2 separate regions of the Sus scrofa genome follow, and region 1 is linked to region 2. A link is a contact called in public Hi-C data. All regions are on one chromosome and are shown on one strand. Each heading gives the region's core, a stretch centred on a gene start, on an enhancer-like site or on the middle of the called end of the contact. The rest is flanking DNA. Distances are from core to core; before and after follow the strand shown. Region 1 holds the start of SLC27A4 (long-chain fatty acid transport protein 4). Region 2 holds the start of GOLGA2 (golgin subfamily A member 2).

Evidence for each region. Hi-C and Micro-C count contacts between places; a contact is called where the count stands out from the background.
Region 1: a Hi-C map of skeletal muscle shows a contact between it and region 2, with 1.9 times the contacts expected there. The contact joins the promoter of SLC27A4 here to the promoter of GOLGA2 in region 2. A contact is called at or near these places in 2 of 5 promoter capture datasets (both in liver), 18 of 47 Hi-C or Micro-C datasets (alveolar macrophages, blood, embryonic fibroblasts and 10 more) and 2 of 2 datasets of contacts at active chromatin or transcription factors (alveolar macrophages and skeletal muscle).

What each region holds. Positions count from the first base shown.
Region 1 is chr1:268,772,455-268,775,154 of Sscrofa11.1, forward strand. SLC27A4 (long-chain fatty acid transport protein 4) reads left to right here and starts at 1,338. Exons shown (of 12, transcript XM_021069619.1): 1 at 1,338-1,648. It overlaps TRNAR-UCU (a tRNA gene), which reads right to left and starts at 1,040; the gene lies at 950-1,040.
Region 2 is chr1:268,719,922-268,722,806 of Sscrofa11.1, forward strand. It overlaps GOLGA2 (golgin subfamily A member 2), which reads right to left and starts at 1,253. Exons shown (of 26, transcript XM_021069501.1): 1 at 1,090-1,253. SWI5 (a long non-coding RNA gene) reads left to right here and starts at 311. Exons shown (of 5, transcript XR_001306646.2): 1 at 311-613; 2 at 913-961.

The DNA of each region.
Region 1 (2,700 bases), core at 88-2,587, 53 kb after region 2:
GGCTGCATCTGCACCATATGGATGTTCCCAGTTTAGGAGCTGATTCGGAGCTGTAGCTACCAGCCTACACCACAGCCGCAGCAACGCAGAATCCGAGCCGTGTCTGTGACCTATACCACGGTTCTCGGCAACGTCAGATCCTTAAGCCACTTAGCAAGGCCAGGGATCCAACCCATGTCCTCATGGATACTAGTCAGGTTCGTTTCTGCTGAGTAACAGTGGGAACCCCAGACTCTGAATTTTCCACTGCAGAGTTGACCCAAGCCCCTTGGATGCCAATGTCCACACCCAGAACCACTGCACCTCATACCTCCTGGATGCAACGGGGGAGGGAGGTGGTGCTTTAATTTAGTGAGTTCCCCCAAAAGGAGGCAGCCTGTACTCTGGACGAAATGGGTTCAAATACTTGTCAGACCAAATTTTCGCTTTCAACGCCTATAAATATACCCTGAAAACTGTCCTTCCTTGCTTTTAAGGACTCCTACTGGATTATGGGAGTAAGGGCTCTATTTAAGGACAGGTAGCAACTGTGGATGCTCAACACGTTTGATTATCAAGGCACCAAGTTTTCAGAAGCCCAGAGTGACATAGAGCTGGGAAGCTGGCAGATGGCCTGGGGCTGGGCAGGTGGTATGGAAACTGTGGTCAGAGGCTGCTTAGAGACTGATTTGCTGCAGGGTCCGGACCGACCAGAGGCCAAAGATATGTACTAGTCTCAAGGCGCCGTGCCCTTTGTACCAGCAGGTGTGCCACATTGCTTTCAGGATATCAACGAAAGGAAAGGCTTCCTGTGCAGGAATCCCAACGCCCAACTTTATTGCTGTCCCAGAAGCAGAAGTGTCAGCCTCAGGTCTGCAGGAACGATTGTGTGGGTCTCCTGAACCTTAGGGCCTGGGAGGCCACAAAATTTCAAAGAGGAAATGTCCTTTGAAAGGAGCTGTCAAAACCTCGACTCTGGTGGGACTCGAACCCACAACCTTTGAATCACCACGCTTGGGTTGGCTAGAAGTCCAATGCGCTATCCATTGCGCCACAGAGCCAGTTACTGCTGTCTGCCCTCCAGCTCACCTCTGTTGTAAACCGCCCTTTTCCCGCTCTTCTAGGTGTGGCGCTGGGCCTTGGCCAAATTCTGTTCCTGTCTCCGGAGTGTGGACTCCGGATTCTCCGCCAACAGTGCGGTGGGGGTGCTCTCCTCCCACGAAGGGACGCCGGGGACAGAGGGGTCAGGGCTCGGGCAGAGTGCGCCTGTCACCTTCCCGCCCCAGGGGTCTCTGCGGCCGGGCGGGGCGGGGCTGCGCGGCGCGGACTACAACTCCCAGCGTGCCGCGCGGGACACCGCCGGAGGCCGTCGCTCGCGCAGGGGCGGCGGGTCGGGCGGCGCCGCCAGCTCTGCGGCTTGCTCGCGGTGGGCGAGGCGCGGGAGGCGGTGTTGCCGGCCGGCGCAGCTGGTTTGGATTGCGGGAGGCAGGCGGGGGAGGAGCGCCGCAGGCGGGCGGGGCCGGCCGGGTGGCCGGGCCCTGCTGGGCGCAGAGCTGGCGAAGCTCTGCTGAGACCCGGCTCTGCGCGCCCGGGCGCAGCTGATGCCCCCCGCGCTCCCCACTCTGCTACCACAGCAGAGCTGCATCTGGACTGGCGGAGCCGACATCAGGTGAGTACAGGTCAGGGCAGTGAGTGGGTCCTCGGGCTGGGGAATGTGCCCGGCCGAGTCCTGGAGAGGTGGCGGTACCCGCCTGGGTCGGGGACGCGCCCTGGTGCTCTGTCTCCAGCTGGGCATTCTGCTACTCCCCTGGCTTTTTAGAGGCCAGGGCGGTCCACAGTGACCCAGGATCGAGGCCCGAGGGATCTGGGCATCCCCTTTCCTCCCCTTGGTCCCATCGCCCAGCCTTCCGGGACGAGTTCTTGCCTTCTGCCCTGGTGGGCTCTGGGAGCCCAGAGAACTGAGGACCTTGGAGACCCTTGGCATTTGAGTTTGGGGGCGTTGGTTCGGTCCCCCGCCGGGCTTTTGCTTCTCGCTTTGAGGAGGGGGAGGTGGTCTCAGGTGAGCTCATGTCCTCATCTTGACCTGGAGACTCTCAGGCTACATCATAGCCGTGACCTTCAGCCCCTCCCCAAGAATAGGAGAACCTGAAGGAAAACAGTCGCATCGGTTGCACCTCAAGCAAGTGTTTAAAACGCCAGGAGCCGTAATCCTAGCCCCGCCAGCTGTTCCTCTCCCCTTAAGGCCCCATTCCCAAAGATTGATCTGAGTGGCTTGCTGAGTGTATTTGTGGGGGTGCCTTCAAGGCCCTCTTCCTCTCCCTGTATCACTTTTCCCCTCTGGGCGGTAGCACCTCCAGGCTCTAACCTGTTTTCTCCATCGCCCTCTGTGGGCCAGCAGAGGCATGGCGCTGCCTGGGCCTTTGGGCAGGGACTGAGCAGGGCTCCTTCTCCAGATTGGGTGTTGTGGCTTGGCCTGATCATCCACACAAACTCCCTAAGTCTCTGGGTGGAGAGTTGAGACAGAAGCGCTAAAGTCAGTTCCCACTCTAAGCCATTTTGGTTAGGACCCTGTACGTCAGGAGAGTGGACTGTTCTGTTTTGACTGGAAGGGCTTCTGAGAGCAATTCTCTTCACACCCATTTTACAGAGGGGAGGACTGAGAACCAAAGTGGGGAAGGGACTTGCCCAAGGTCATTCAGAGGAGTTCCCGTGTGGCTCCTC
Region 2 (2,885 bases), core at 3-2,502:
GTGTGCCTTGGAGGCAGCACAGACTCTGGCCATGGCCCGGCCATCGAAGGGGTCTCGGGCTGAGTCAGGGAGCCGCGACCCCGCGTGTTTTACCTTTTTCTTGGCCGCAGCCAATTTGCTCTGTCGGGTTTCTTCCGACATCCCGGGACGGGGCGGGGGAAGGGGGGGCCACATCAGCACGATCCCGGCAACCACCGCGGAATTGCTTCCGGCAGTCACCGCGCCACTGTGCGACTGAGCCAGAAAAGGAGGGACCGGGGCGGTTCTAGGCAGCAGCGGCGTGGGCGTGGCCTAGATTCTCCAATCCCATTGGCCGATTGGAAAGATGAAAGGAAAAGGGGGCGTGGCTAGGCCGCCGCGAGCCAGGTGGAACGGGTGGAGTCATAATACAGGCTGCGCGCGCAGCCGCGGTCCCCGCCCACCTCGGCGGGGGGAGGGGCGGGGCCTGCTCTCGCAGGGTGCGCGCGCAGCTGGCTGTATAACGACTCCTGGTCTCCATCACAGGATTCGGAATAGCTGGCGGGCTGAGAGGCCTCTTTTTCGCCCTCGCCCTGGACCCTCCTGCACTGCAGACCCCCCCGAGTCGGGGGCCCCGAACCCCAGGGCTGAGGAGGTGGGCGAGGAGCGGACAGCACGGGGAAAGCACATCCCTTCCCAGTCCCTCTCGCTCCCGTAGCTTTGCCCCCAACTTTCTTTTCCCTGAGATCAGCTCCAGAGGCCTCCATCCGCTCCTCCACACTCTACCCCCTGTCCGAATACCCTCCTCGAGGAACCCCACCCTGATCCCGGGAGCATCCAGTCGCGGTCGCTCCTCCCGCACGGCTGTCCCTCCTCTCACACCCCCAGAGTACCGCTTTCCTGCCGAGGCGGACTCTGGGTCCAATCAACTTTTTCCCTTGGATTCCTCTCCAGGACTCAACCAGGACTTTCCAAAAGCTGCCGCGGGGCCTTCCGATCCCCTGTGAGTATGCCTCTGCCCCCTCTCCGGCCCTCCCACCCGGTTAGCTCCCTCGGCTCCCAGCCCCCCTCTCCGTCCCCAGCAGCGGCTGACCCACCCGCTGCCCTCTTCGAGGTCTTCCCTCAGCTGACCTCATTCTGCGGAGAAAGTCCAGGTCATTTCGCAGTCCTTCCCCTTCTTTTCCTCCTGCCCACCAAGCTTCAAAAAAGAAAGAGCATCCTGGCGTTCGTCAGTGGTACCCCAGGCTCTGCAAGTGGGCTCCGTCTCTCCTCCTTCCTGCCAGCGCCACAAGTGGTTGGTTGGTTTCCTTCTTTCCACACCACTGTCCCTCCCTCCCACTGTCCCTCCCTCACCCGTTCCACCCCCTTGGAAACCACTCTCATTCCCTCAAACACATGTGCTCTCTCCTGTCTTGGGCATTTGGATACACTGACCCCTGTCTGGGATACTGTTTTTCCAGCTTTTGGCCAAACTGATACCTACGCATCCTTTAAAGCTGAGCTTCCTCAGAGAAATCTCAGCCCCACTTTCTGGCTCAGGCCAGTGGCTCTGTGAGACACTCCCTTGGCTCCCTGTACTTCAAAGCACTTTGCAGATGGCAGTTAGTTGATTGGCTGTTTGACGGACTCATTTGAGATAATACCTGCTATGCGCCAGAGACTGTTATAGACACAGGGCAATCAGCAGTGAATAAAACAAAGTCCCTGCTCTCATGGTGTTTACAGCCCCGGGGTATAAGACTGACAATGAACATAATATTATTCCTGAAATGTACAACATGTCGGGTGGTGACTGATGTTAAAAACATCAGGACAGGGAGTTCCCGTGGTGGCGCGGCAGAAACAAATCCGACTGGGAACCATGAGGTTGCAGGTTCGATCCCTGGCCTCGCTCAGTGGGTTAAGGATCCAGCGTTGCTGTGAGCTGTGGTGTAGGTCGCAGATGTGGCTCAGATCTGGCATGGCTGTGGCTGTGGTGTAGGCAGGCAGCTATAGCTCCAATTAGACCCTGAGGCTGGGAACCTCCATATGCTGAGGGTACGGCCTTGAAACAACAAAAGCCAAAAAAAAGAAAGAAAGAAAGAAAACATCAGGACAAGGGGCTCGTGAGTGACTGAGGAGTGGCCATTTTAGCTGGGGTGGTCAGGAAGCCTTTTCTGATGAGGTGGGACCTGTGAGGAGAGCTGTAAATGGGACTCTCTGGAAGAAGAGCCTAATTGTTGGGTGTTTTATGTCTGGGACGAGGCTCTACAGTCTATGAGGGCAGGGGATCAAGCCTGGATGTCTTATCCATTGCTAAACCTCTGGAGCCTTTGCCTGTGCCTGGCAGCTAGTATTTACTCATGGTCCGTTGACTGGTTAAAAGCCCCTATCCTAAATATGGGAACCACGTCTGCCTCTGTCTCTTGTATTAGAGTTGCTCCAACACCCATTTCCTGAAGACTAGCCGAGTATCAGGCACCAGCCCTTGAAGCTTTTAGAGCCAGAAAGGACAAAGATGAACAGAAGGGTTTTGCTACCCAGTGAGACTATAAACCCAGGGATAACATAGATTTGAGAGGAGAACCCAAGAGGTGGACCTGAAGTGGATTCTCGGGTCAGACTGGGGACCAGGTAAAGATGAGTTTGGCTGAGAGTAAAAGAAAACCCCAAGTAATGAAGGCTTAAACAATCATCAGGCCCCCTCTATAATCCAGGACGCCTTTCAACTCCAGCATCCCTCCAGCTGGCAGGAAGGAGGGAGACCACAGAAAAGCATGCCTTCTCCCTTGGAAGGCAATTCCCAGACGTGGCATACACCATATCTGATTAAGTTCCACTTGCCAGAACTTAGCTGTAGGATCCCATCCGATTTCCAAGGGAAGCTGGGAAATGTAGTCCTGTTCTTGGGTGGAGGGTGTCTGTTACCAACCAGAAGCAGGGACAGG